2 separate regions of the Zea mays genome follow, and region 2 is linked to region 1. A link is a contact called in public Hi-C data. All regions are on one chromosome and are shown on one strand. The core of a region is the stretch at or near the end of the contact, and the rest is flanking DNA. Distances in the headings are between cores, read along the strand shown. Region 1 holds the start of LOC100193911 (Golgi apparatus membrane protein-like protein ECHIDNA). Region 2 holds the start of LOC103651969 (gibberellin 2-beta-dioxygenase 2).

Region 1 (6,644 bases), core at 1,546-4,045:
AAGAAAAGTTCGAGTTAACCGTTTTCTTTTTCTCCTCGTATTCATCGTCTTTTTGAGAAGAGGAAGATTCGTCGCTGTCGTAGTAGACAATCTTCTTAATGCGCCTCTTCTTCTTTCCATCCTTCTTATTTTGACTCGAGTCGGAGTCGTTGGCTTTGTCGTCCCTTGGCTCGTTGAAGATGGACTCTTTCTCATTGTCGTTGACCACCATCCCCTTTCCCTTAGGATCCATCTCTTCGGGCGATTAGTCCCTTTCTTGAAGAGAACGACTCCGATACCAATTGAGAACACCTAGAGGGGGGTGAATAGGTGATCCTGTGAAAACTTAAAACTTAAAGACACAAAACTTGATTAAGAGTTAGCACAATGAAATGAAGTGGCTAAGGAGAGCTCTTGTGAAACACAATAGACACAGTGAGAACAAACACAAGAGACACGAGGATTTATCCCGTGGTTCGGCCAAGTATAACACTTGCCTATTCCACGTTGTGGCGTCCCAATGGACGAGAGTTGCACTCAACTCCTCTCAAGTGATCCAATGATCAACTTGAATACCATGATGTTCTTCTTTCTTTACTCTTTTCCCATTTGTGAGGAATCTCCACAACTTAGAGTCTCTCGCCCTTACAATAAGGATCAAAGTGAAAGCACTAGAGTAAGGGAAGGAAGCAACACACACAAATCCACAGCAAAACGCACACACACAACCAAGACTTGAGCTCAAATGAATAGCACAAAGTTCACCACTAGAACGGAGCTCAAATCACTAAGAATGTCAATCGAGTGCGCAAAGACGGAGTGTGAATGATCAAGAATGCTCAAAGTATGCTTGGTGTACTCCTCCATGTGCCTAGGGGTCCCTTTTATAGCCCCAAGGCAGCTAGGAGCCGTTGAGAGCAATTCAGGAAGACTATCCTTGCCTTGTGTCGGGTGGTGCACCGGACAGTCCGGTGCACCACCGGACACTGTCCGGTGCTGATTTCTTTCCTATTCTGGCGCAGCCGACCATTGAAGATTTGGAGCCGTTGGCGCACCGGACAGTCCGGTGCCCCCATCAGACAGTGGGCTCGGCTACGCTCACGCGCGGATTGCGCGGCCGACCGTTGGCGCAGTCGACCGTTGGCTCACCGGACAGTTCGGTGATTTTTAGCCGTACGCCGCCGATGAAATCCCGAGAGCGGCCTTTTCACCAGAGCCAGCCTGGCGCACCGGACAGTCCGGTGCACCCAGACTGAATAGTAGTTGGCTGTACACAGCCAACTCTTTTTTCCTTTTGTCTTTTCTCTGATTCTAGCACTTAGACACATATGTTAGTACACAAAAACCAATGTACTAAGTCTAGAATCATACCTTTGTGTTGATTTGCACTTCTTCCACCATTTGGCATAGTTTCATACTTAAACCATTTGTGTTGGCACTTGATCACCAAAATACTTAGAAATAGCCCAAGGGCACATTTCCCTTTCACTAACGTGTCCGACAGAGAGGTGCCTGAGCCCTGTGTACATGCCAACGTGGCTGTCGGAGAGGTGCTAGAGCCCTGTGTACGCGGTAACGTGGCCGTCGGAGGAGCGCTTGAGCCCTATAGAAGCACAGCTGTCAGGGCTGCTGGGATCTTGCTGACGTCTCCTTGCTTCCGTAGAGGGCTGAGAACCACCGTCGTCATGGACGCACGCGGGGAGCCATCATTACTTGTTACCGGGGCGAGCCTGGATGGGACGCCGGTCTTGTTCCCCCGTAGCCTGAGCTAGCTAGGGGTAGGGTAATGATGTATCCCCCGTAGCGTGGTCGGTCCGAGCTCAAGGTCGGGCGAGGCGGAGACTCCTCCTGAGGCCGAGGCCGGGGTCGGGCGAGGACGCGATTCCTCCGAGGTCGAGGTTGAGGCCGAGCCCTAGGGTCAGGCGAGGCGGAGACCACCGTCCGAGGCCGAGGCCCAAGGTCGGGCGAGACGGAGCTTCCTGTTGCGCCTTGGCTGTTGTCAGCCTCACCCTGGCGGGTGGCACAACAGTCGGAGCGGGGCAGGCGACGCTGTTTTCCTGTCAGGTCGGTCAGTGGAAGGGCGAAGTGACTGCGGTCACTTCGACCCTGCCGACTGAGGCACGTGTGTCAGGATAAGGTGTCAGGCGATCTTCGCATTGAATGCGCCTGCGATACGGTCGGTTGGAGGGGCGATTTGGCCAAAGTTGCTTCTCGACGAAGCCTGCTCGAGCTGGGGTTTGGGCGAGTCGAGGGTGCGCCCGTTGCTTGAGGAGGCCCTCGGGCGAGGCGAGAATTCGTCTGGGACTACAGTTCCCGCCCGAGGCTGGGCTCGGGCGAGGCGAAATCACGTCCCTTGAGTAGACGAAGCCTTAATCTGAACCGTGCCCATCAGCCTTTACGGTTTGTGCCGATGGTGGTTACCAACCGTGTTTAGGAGTGTTGGGGGTACCCTTAATTACGGTACCCGATACCGTGCGTTCATAAAAATTATTATGCGAAGAGCAGAGTCAATCAATAAAAAACCTTGAAATCTTTTTAGTGGATATGTTATATAAATGTTATTATGAGCCGTCGCAATGCACGGTCAACTGAATAGTTTGTTTTGAAACTTGAGAAACAACTAACTCAACACTTCGGATGGATGGGTAAAGGGCTAAAGGCAGCCCAAAATACTTGCACTTGCTGATGCCACGCTACAGTCGAGTTCGGGCCGGCCAAAAAGTGTCGAAGTGTTTCTTGGCCCGACCCGATACTTCCTGTCAAAACGGCAGGGCCGGACTGGACTCCCTGCAGGCCTTGCATTTTTTGCTCCGCTTTGCCTTCCCCGATTACGCTCCCTCGCTACTCGCTAGTCGCCACGCTCGCCAGGTTCTCGCGTTGCCCCCGCGTCTCTCTTCTCGTTGCGACGACTGGGCGATCGCTGCCGCCCCGGCGCCCCCGCCGCCAGGTGCCAGGTTGTCGCCGGGCCCTTCGCCGGCGATGAGCACCCAACAGGTACCCCATACCTCTTCTCTTGTCTTCCATTCCTTCTGTGCGAAACTGAGCGCCCAAACCCTAACTGAAGCTATTTACATTCGGATCTGTTATATCATGTAGTATCATGCATAACATTTCTTTTGTTTTGTTGCAAAAATTATCGTGTGTGAATGTGTACACCCATGTTGTTCTTCACTGGATCCGCCCTGTTGCAGGAGGTTACCGAGAACTACGCAAATCCTAAGACATGCTTCTTCCATGTTCTCTTCAAGGTACACATGGCTACAGTTTCTGATCTTATATGCACCAGAACTGTGGTTAGGTTTTAGCTGATTCTGATTGTTTCTCCCTGAAGGCATCGGCATTGGCGTTCTACATACTGTCCACACTGTTCGTGAACAACTTCGTCATCATCTTTGTCATCACTGTGCTCCTCGCAGCACTTGACTTCTGGGTCGTGAAGAATGTCAGCGGAAGGATACTGGTTGGGCTGCGGTGGTGGAATGAGATTAACGATGAGGGAGAGAGTGTCTGGAAGTTTGAGTGCCTTGATGGAGAGGTTTGAATTTGGCAATTTACATTCTTGTTTTTCCTTTTTTGCCTGTTTTGGTCCAGCTGTGCACACAAAATATTCAATTAGCCCTTTTGTTGCAGTCCCTGGCTAGGATGAATAAGAAGGACTCATGGCTGTTCTGGTGGACTCTATATCTGGCTGTAAGTGCTGTAGAGGCCACTATTTATTATTATATATTCTGGTAGGAATAATAAGTAGTACTATTAGAAGTTTCATGTTGCTTGAAGTATTGCTGAATGTACATCTATACTAGTATACTCAGACGACATGCAGTTAGTTTCTTAGGGAAGTAACAATGAGATGAGGAGCCTATGTAAAATAACACCCACCTACAAGGAATTCTATGAACTCAGTAGAAGCATGCAAGATTCCTCCACATAGAGTTAGTGAGAGTATTGACAATTACTCATGTATATAAACTATAAGGCACTACATGCATTTCTTACTTGCTGCTGTTATTAAAATGGATATGAATGCATAGGCTCATAGGAATTCTGGGAGACGTTGGTTGTAATTTTGTAAGTGTGTGGTTATTGTAAACTTTATTTCCTTTGAGTGTTGATACCGCGAAAGGGTCTCTAGCTGAGTTGGTTAGGTGGTCTGAGTAGCACTCCTTAGGTCCTGACTTTGACTCCCCATGGGAGCGAATTTCAGGCTGTGGTTAAAAAAATCCTCTCGTCTGTTCCACGCCAAAGCACAAGTCTAAGGCCCGGTCCCGGTCTTGGTCGTTTTTCACATGGGCTACGGTGCCGCTGTGTATGAGTGGGGCAGGGGTTCAGGGGTTTTCTCGACCTGCATGAGGTCTTCTTAATATAATGCCCGGGGGCTGTCTTATCCCCGCAGATCAAGTTTTTTTAGTGTTGGTACCCCTGAAGTTACCCTTCACCAGGAAAAGGGGCTGAATCTAGGTGTGCACAGATGTGTGATCAACTCATAGTATTAGATACATGTCTTCAGTTGAATATATTTCTCTGTACCTGTATCCTGTGGGATAACCATTCAAAAACGAGCAGAGTATTTAATATAGTATCAATATGTGGATGTTTTCCATGCATGCTGCTAAACCAGCTGTACATTTAACTCTTCTTTCATATACAAACTGTAGATTGAAAAAATGTGAAAATTAATGTTTCCTTGATATATAATTGCAATGGATGGAATGTAACATGAATTAAATGAGGTAGCATGGCAAACTGTGGTTTTGAGAAGTTGTCCTAATGGGCCATACATCCAGTTCCCATGACCATGATTAAACTGAGATATTCATATCATAATAACTAGTAACTCCTGGTTAAACCTTTTCTATCAAGTTGTGGCAAAAGCACAAGTGTATTATTGCACTGGCATGGTCTATCAAGAGGGGGGGTTAGACCTGAGCCAATGTGGATGCTGATCTATTATACTGGGAAATGAAAGTTTGGGGCATTTCTATAGTTTTTATATCCTGCTAGTTAAAGCATCTCCAACAACGTGACCTATAAAAATGTCCTATAATTTAAAAATGAGTATATTTTATAGAATTTAGGGCACCAACAAAACATCTTGTTCCAACAGTAAAGCCTCAAATCTAGATTATAGGGCAGCACACTACGGTGTAGTATATTTGAGGCACTTGAGAGGGTGCCCTATAATTTTTTTGACCAAAATTTATGAATTGAGTCACTGTTGTTGTAGTTTTTTCTGTGTAGAGTCTCATATTTCAATTTAAGGCACCAATTTGAGGCATTGTTGGAGATGCTCTTAGACAAAGAAATAGTTGAACCTACAATGTTTATATTTTATTTGTTTAGCAAATGCAGTTATGGTTCATTATTGAAAGTAGAGTCCTGGCTATGGTTAGGTTTGAGAATTTATGAATCATTTCAATACCATGCTTGGTGATTAACATGATCAGTACGGAAAATATCGATCAAGCGCACTGTCAGGTGCCCAGGTCATAGGTCTGTTTTAATTTTCCATTTTGGAGTGAAAACGGACCTGTTGAGTCATCATACTGTGCTGTGTCTGCATGATTTTCATACAGAATTTCACATAATTCCATTTTTTTATTTGGAATTAGGACAAAATTGAAACAGAGCACAATTCTGTCACAATAGATTGACTGGAAAGTTTGGATGCTGTGGAAACACCACAAAAATCGTGTTCAATAGAACCAACGCTGGTATACAGCATGTCTTCGGACAGATTTTTTTTATGAGGCTCACCTCTGGTGTTTAGCAGGTGCAGGGGTTATCTCTTGGAGGTGGTTGCCTTATGTCTTTAGTCAGGCCGTTTTTTGTTTATCTTAGAATCGAATGTAACTAAAATCCTGCCACGTGGGTGTATTTGTGTGTGTTTGGGTGCGTTGTATAGTCCATGTTCTTAATGGAGTGATATACGGTTCTCATGCGTATTCAAGAAAAAAGGAAACCGGGAACTGGGAAGGAGAGGTGAAGAAAACATGGCAAACTTTATGTTGTTAAAATTATGGTTCATATGTATTCCCACACTGCACCATACTTATCTTTGTGCTTGATATGTAGTATATCATAGAGAGATGCAATGTAAGTTTATTGTATTTGAAAAATACCACTCCTTCCATGTTTCAGGCGGCTGCATGGATTATACTTGGGATATTCTCGCTCATCAGACTTCAAGCTGATTACCTTCTCGTTGTTGGAGTTTGCTTGAGCCTCAGCATTGCAAATATTATTGGGTTCACCAAATGCAATAAAGGTGCACATTCTCCTGTATTGCATCCAATGCTACCTTGTTGAAAAACTTATGATTGATGAAAGTAAAGCATGCATATTTTTGAAGCTTATCAATCAGTCATATAATTATTTTCTAAATAAACAGATCTACAGCTTCAAAAGTTTGGTTTACTATTTGAAAAGTGGATAGGTAGCAACAAAATTCTGTGGACTATTCTTGTTTGGATGTGTTGCTATATCCTGAAACCTGAAGTGGTCGTTCTATTGCTTTGCTATCTAATGCTATGTTGTTCAACTTAGATGTCCCCCTCTCCAGCTTGTTTCCTATTACCCATTATTCTTGTTGTTGCCCATTTACTCTACTCTAAAATCTAAATAGCATGGGATTGATTTCGCTGGAGCATATACCCTGCAGAAATACT
Region 2 (7,114 bases), core at 922-3,421, 230 kb after region 1:
AATAAATATTGTTAATATTTCCTATATACAAATTTAATCATACTTAAAAAAATCGAATTAGACCAAATCTGAAAATCACATTCTTTGTGGAAAGAATGTAGCAGGAAGCGTACATATTCTTCTACCAACTTTGTTGGATTGGCTAAGAGATCGAGAAAACAATATTCTAGTCACATTTAGAAGCATAGTAATGTTCTAGAGGAAGTAGAATCACAAGCTTTTTGAACCCCATGATCTAGGACTTTTCTCTCTCCAAGCTGACCTAAGAGTGTGATGATTAATTGATTAACATAAGAGAGAGAAGTAGTACATATAGAGAGAACTCTCTACATTGCCATCATAACATTTTTTCGTCTACTTTGACGTCGCTTGATTATATTTGTAATTACGAAGCATGTCCTTTCAACTTTTTTTTCCACTGGTTAAAATGTGGAAAACTACGTTGATTCAGAAATACAACACTGTTCTAGAGGGAAAAGGTTAAAGCATATCCATTAGTCCTCTAAAAAATGCTCCCTAAACTCTATTTTAGTAAGTTGCTAAATATATATTGGGAACAAAAAGAACCTTAGCCTCCAGCAGTTCTGGATTCTTAGGTTGTTAAATATTTTTAAATTATGCTATCTCGTTGGTAAATTAATTATTTTTATAACTTAAATCATTTAATGTACATCACTTGTACGCGGTTACGAACTCGATGGCAAACAAATGATTTTACGGCGTGATTGATGAGCAATACAAGCTATTAGAAGTGTGAAACAACTCACCAGGTTTGAGAACTAAATAGAGATATCTTGGAAGTTATTATATATTGAGAAAACTCATTTAAGAAATTGTTGTAGCATGATTTTTGTTTACTAACACCCTAAATCAACTTTAGGGAGTTTTTTGTGGAACTACTGGAGGTGACCAACATGCACTTCTAGAATCATAAATTTCCCTACCAGTGCAAAATTCAACACCCACAGGCTAAGGCCCTGCTTGGTTTCTTTAGTCACCTGACTAAATTTTAGTGACTAAAGTATCTCGTTTGGTTCCAGTGACTAAATCTTACTAAAAAGCATTAATTGGTGTGAATAATGATTGCATTACCCCTATTAATTAGTGGACATGTGTTGCACTAAAAAAGAGAAGATAGCAAATGAGGTAAAAATCCTACTTTAGTCTCTTTTAGTCACCCCTTAGTGACTAAAGAATGTAAGTTTAGTTATCCCACTTTAGTCATCCTGTTTGCTTCTTTAGGGACTAAAAATGACTAAATTTTAGTCACTAGACTTTAGTCATCCCAAACCAAACGGGCCTAATTCACGTTTCGAGTAGTGTTGGCCAGTAGGCGTCGCATCAGGTTTATCCACTTGCTAGAATCAGAGACAAGGCACGCCGATTTCTTTCTTTCATCATCTTCATTTTAAAAAACTGACTCAGGCGCATTGGTATATACTACCTATGGCACTAACGACGACTAATGATGCATCTTGCACAAGAAATAAATTTTCGCGTCGATACATAATTTAAGTGATTATAACAATAATATATCATATACAATATAGAGACGTTTGCAACTTTCCAGAGTAGATGAACAAAACTAAACAAAGGCTACAAGAACATGTGCAAAATAATTAATATACAATATAATCGTAGATATGATATTACCTGAACCGCGAAGGGTCCTCCGCGTCGATGACCATGGCCTTGCGCGCCACTGCTGCGGGTTGGGCGTGCAGGATGAGGTACTCCAGCTCGCCGACGTCGCCGTTGGCACCAATGTTCCGGCTGCCATACCCCAGCGGGTCCGGCGGCCCGGCCGCCTGCTTCACCGGAGCGGGGCGCGCGAAGAACGCCGACGTGGCGGCGTCCAGCCGGGCGGACACCCGCGGCGGCACGCCGTGGTTGACGGCCTTGAAGAAGCCGCGCTCCGCGCAGGCGCGCACCAGCCGGCGCGCCAGCTCGCCGCGCCCCGACGGCGCCGACATGTCCACCGTCGGGATAATGCCGAGCGGGAGAGACTCCGGCGCCATGTCCCGGCCTGCCGCCGCCGACGGCGCTACCATGGCTAGATGATTATTGCGTGGTATGAATATGATTGCACGTGTACCGTGTTGCGTACTTGTGGAGCGCGCGCGCGCGCGAGAGAGAGTTTTAGAGTGGCAGTGAGGATGATGATGCCGCCGGCCGGCCGGTCGGGGTGTGGGTGTGGCAGCCGCGGGCAGCGCACGTATAAATGGTACACGGTGGGGGTGGAGTTGAAGATTCCGCTTGGAATGCTGACAGTTTGTTCTGGTTTTGACCTGGTGTCCTGGCCTCGAGTTATTAGTAGTATTTGCTACGGATGATTCAACGAAGCAGCTGGCGGCCGATCCCTCCCTTTTCTTGGAATTGCAGGCCGCGATGTAATTTTATTTGCTGGGCCTGTGTTGGGTACGGGAGAGCAGATCTTCTGTGGTTGTCATGTTGATGAGGGGCCTGGTGACAACCTTTCCGCCCCACCTGGTGATGTGCATTTTAAATACTAGATGGTTAGAATAATACCAGCTCTTGACATCTAATATATTTAATAGTTAAAGATAAAAAGTAATTATAGATGGTTAGAGGATTAGAGGAAAGCAGCGAGCGCGCTAGATCGTCGTCATCGTCCAATTGAGCAGTGGAACAGCACACAGCATAGTGTGGCACAGAGGATCCGATGCTCCCGGAGGGTGCAAAAGCGTTCCATTCAGTACAGCTCGATGCATTGCCGTCCTGAATTAGTTTAGTCGTCTTTGTTTAGTTAAGTTCATTCTGACAGCACCTGGTTCATCGACCATGCATGCATGTCTTGTATCGGCAGATGATGCCAGTGCCCAAAACGGAAAACTCACCGTTGGAGCATCAGGAACGTGCACCGCCCAGAAAGAGAAACATTGTCTGCTTCTTGCCTGAATGTGCTGGCCGCCGTAGCGTGCATCGACATTTCCATTTCATCACCTACCTGTTACTACATACGGTTAAATAATTAGCATTGATTAAAGACGTTCCTTAAAAGAACAGATATTAAAGGTTTTTTTTTCTTCTGAAGCCTTGTTCGTACGAACCGACACTAAAAAGTCTAAAATGCCTCTTTGTAACTTTGGTTCCATCCCAGAACTTTCAGTTCTAGCTTACTAGTAGGAATATAAATGGTACTGATATTATACATTCGTATTTAATTTCAATTCGTCTAAGAGAGATGAGAACCGATCTGTATCCGAGTCTAGGTACTCAGTTTCAGATTAAATCTGTTCTTTATCCATATCCGTTTTCTTAAAGTTGGATATTTGAAATATCGATATTCATTCAAATCTTATTCGACACAACTTGATAATATCCAAATTTGTTTCGAATCTAAAGAGAAAATATGAAAATAAATATAGAAGGAGTAATATCCATCCGTATCGGATTCGTTTACACCCTACCCTTAAGTCTTTAATACCGGTTGTAACTTTAGCCTTTCTCAAGGCTTTCTCATTCATTCTCTTCTTCCCGTGCCTTTCCCGTTGAGCCTCTTGAGTGTAACACCTTAAATCCTTCAATTAAAATAATGTATTAGTAGTTGTTAAACTTAGTAGAGAGTATATTAAAATTTGAACAAAGTGTTTAATTTCATATTCATTCATTCATGGGGCATGAATTTTGTTTGCAAATCATTGTTGAAGATTTTATTTATAGTCTTCGTTTATGCGAAATCCAAATTTTAAATATATTAGACTTTGGTCTAAAGATAAATATTTGGTATTTTAATTATAAATATTATTATTAGATTTATTATAATGTTTAAAATATTTAAAAATATAATTATTTATATTTTTAATGGATAACCTATTCAAAAAAGAGAAAAGCAAAAAGAAAAAAAATTGAAACCCTAATCGTCCGCTGAATTCGGCCCACCAAGGGCCCAGCTGCGCCTCTCTTCCTCTCATTTCCCCTCCCTTTCTCACTTAGGTCTGATTTGGTGATCGGGGATCCCGAGATGATTCATGGGGAGAAAAATCCTCTTGTTATTCAAAATTGAATTGCAAGGGGATTTCTCCCCATGGATCCCCTCGGGATCCCTAATCACCAAATCAGCCCTTACAGGCGGGTCCGTCTTTGCGGTCCTTCCCCTTCCCACACCGTGCGGACGCGCGCGCGTCCCGCGTGTGCCCTTGCCGCCCGGCCTCATCGGCATCCATGCTCGACCGCGCTGGCTCACCTGTCGCATCCCTTTCTCGCCCCCTCCCTCGCCTCCTCATCCGACCACTCGGTTCCCTACACCCAAAACCGACACCCTCTCCATTCACTCCCACTCTCCTCATCTCTCCATTGAAGGAGGTAACCGCCGCCATTAATGGCTGTCGACCGGCTCTCCCTCTCCCCCCGACAACCTCTACACTCCCCTCCTCCGTATAAATTCTAGTTGCGCCCCCATGGAGGCGGTTCCCTTGCCTCCGAGCTCACCCAACCACATGCCCTATTCTCTCTCTCTCGCGAGAGCTTACCACGCCGACGCCCCTGCTCATCATCGGAGCTCGCCACGCCGATGCCATGCTCGCCGTCGGAGCTGCCGCAGTAGAAGACCGCCTGGCTGGCCCCCTGCTACGACCGACCAGCCCCCTTGCTCGCCGACCCCTCCCCACGCAAGAAAAAGAGGAGCAAGGTTGAAGATGACACAAAATTTATGTTCTATTTCCAAAACTATGTTTAATTTAGTTTAGATCTCCTAAAGTGATTTGTTGTTTAAATTTGTATATATTTTGAAATCGGAATCATGAGAATATTGAGTGATTAATATCGAGTGTATGTGATGAACTATTGTTTCTATTATCTATCGCATGTGAATGTTTATGTCGGTTGAAGTTGTTATAATCGTCTCGAAGAAAGGATAAAAGAATAGAAGTAGATGACATATTCAAAACCAAGAATATTAGATGAATAACTACATTATTATCTTTGTTCTTAAAAGTGTGATTTAGTTTTATAGTCGATTTAAGCATGTTCATGTGTAAATACGCTATTTGCTTATTCACTAAAGAAATCATAGAGATTTATTAATATTGAGATGCTACATTTGTGAACGTGCCCACTATGGTCTAAATGATTTATTAATGAACTATAGAATATGTGTCTTCTAGAATAACTTAGTAACGACTAGTATAATTCCCTTTTAGAGAGTAAGAATAAAAATAAAAGCTAACCCGTGATTTCCATTATAAAGAAGTAATTAGTTAATTAGCTCGTTCTATAAGATTTGATTTAGCACTACATTTACGTGTTTATAAATGAGCTTATATGGTATGCATATCCATAGTCAATTGCCATATAGTTTTCTCTAAGGAAATATCAAAATTGAATAAATAGAATGTCATGTCATTAGAAAATATAATAAGTACCGGTGTATTTTACTTCATTTTAGAGTTACAAATAAAGTTCTGTGTTTGGATGTTTTCCTTTAGAATGGATGGTGGGTTCAATTACAAAATCACCGAGTGTTTCTTTTGTAAAAGTGTTCGGTAAAGGGGTATCGTGCTGTTGGGGGCGCCCGATTAGAAGCCATTGGCCTAGATTAAATCGAGGTCCCCATGAATCGGTACCTACCAGCCCCCCTTAGATCAGGCATAAACGACACCATATTAAATTAACACGAGGCTTACTCATGTCCCTCCAAACCCAATCGGACGGATCCCATTGTTCCTACTAATTTTGTGTAAGCGGTTCAAACCTATCCATTGCTTCACATATCTACGATGTGGCCATCGCCTTCCGTGACCCGATGGCCCAGACGGCGGCGCCTGACATCAAGGCGACGCCATTGTCGGCACAACCCGAGCCTGAGAATATCTGGATGAAGTCGAGCACTAGAACCAGCCAAGCGAAGCGGAGAAGACCGTCACTTAGGTATGAGTGTCCTTACCTAGGATTGGGGCGTGGGAGAGGTTGCCCACGATGCGCGTGCGTCTCGTGACGGTGGTGAAACTACGACGAGCAATTCCGGATGCCACCAGGTCTCGCCTTCCTAAGTCAGGACGTGTGCACGGTTAGCACCAAGCAGAGAAGCGCATAGGCCCTTGTTCCAGTCTTGAACGACGATGATGCTCGATCTCGATAGTAGCGGCCACGGTCGGTATTGGCGTGTGTTTTCTTTGGTGGTTGAGCGATCGAGGTCGAAGAGCACCCACGAGATGCATTTATGTGGGTTGGCTAGATTCTTGGCCAGGTGATACCCGGCTGGCGAAGGCGGTTATGGGACATCTATGAGGATCCTAACAACCTCAGATGGCGGTGGATTTGAACTTGCCCCCCCCACCATGATCGGTCTTGAGGACGATGCTGCTGAAAGTCGCCTAGAGGGGGTGAATAGGGCGAATCTGAAATTTACAAACTTAAACACAACTGCAAGCCGGGTTAGCGTTAGAAATAGAAACGAGTCCGAGAGAGAGAGGGCGCAAAACAAATCGTGAGCGAATAAAGAGCGAGACACGATGATTTGTTTTACCGAGGTTCGGTTCTTGCAAACCTACTCCCCGTTGAGGTGGTCACGAAGACCGGGTCTCTTTCAACCCTTTCCCTCTCTCAAACGGTCACCTAGACCGAGTGAGCTTCTCTTCTCAATCAAACGGAACACGAAGTTCCCGCAAGGACCACCACACAATTGGTGTCTCTTGCCTTGGTTACAATCGAGTTTGATCACAAGAATGAAGGAAGAAAAGAAGCAATCCAAGCGCAAGAGCTCAAATGAACACAACAAATCACTCTCTCTAATCACTAGAGCTTTGTGTGGAGTTGGGAGAGGATTTGATCTATTTGGTTGCGTCTAGAATTGAATGCTAGCTCTTGTAAGTAGTTGGAAGGTTGAAAACTTGGATACAAATGAATGTGAGGTGGTTGGGGTATTTATAGCCCCAACCACCACAAAGTGGCCGTTGGAAGGCTGTAGTCGCATGGCGCACCGGACAGTTTGGTGCGCCAGCCACGTCAGCAGACCGTTGGGGTTCGACCGTTGGAGCTGTGACTTGTAGGCCCGCCTGGCTGTCCGGTGGTGCACCGGACAAGTCCTGTAGACTGTCCGGTGTGCCACCCGCGCGTGCTCTGCTCCTCTGCGCGCGCAGGCGCGCATTTAATG

What was found. Hi-C and Micro-C count contacts between places; a contact is called where the count stands out from the background.
Region 2: a Hi-C map of tassel shows a contact between it and region 1, with 4 times the contacts expected there. The contact joins the promoter of LOC103651969 here to the promoter of LOC100193911 in region 1. A contact is called at or near these places in 3 of 25 Hi-C or Micro-C datasets (bundle sheath, ear and tassel).

The regions. Positions count from the first base shown.
Region 1 is chr3:61,250,668-61,257,311 of Zm-B73-REFERENCE-NAM-5.0, forward strand. LOC100193911 (Golgi apparatus membrane protein-like protein ECHIDNA) reads left to right here and starts at 2,796. Exons shown (of 6, transcript NM_001138983.1): 1 at 2,796-2,973; 2 at 3,171-3,227; 3 at 3,311-3,514; 4 at 3,610-3,669; 5 at 6,118-6,244. The coding sequence starts at 2,959.
Region 2 is chr3:61,483,561-61,490,674 of Zm-B73-REFERENCE-NAM-5.0, forward strand. LOC103651969 (gibberellin 2-beta-dioxygenase 2) reads right to left here and starts at 2,172. Exons shown (of 3, transcript XM_008677633.4): 1 at 1,654-2,172. The coding sequence starts at 2,051.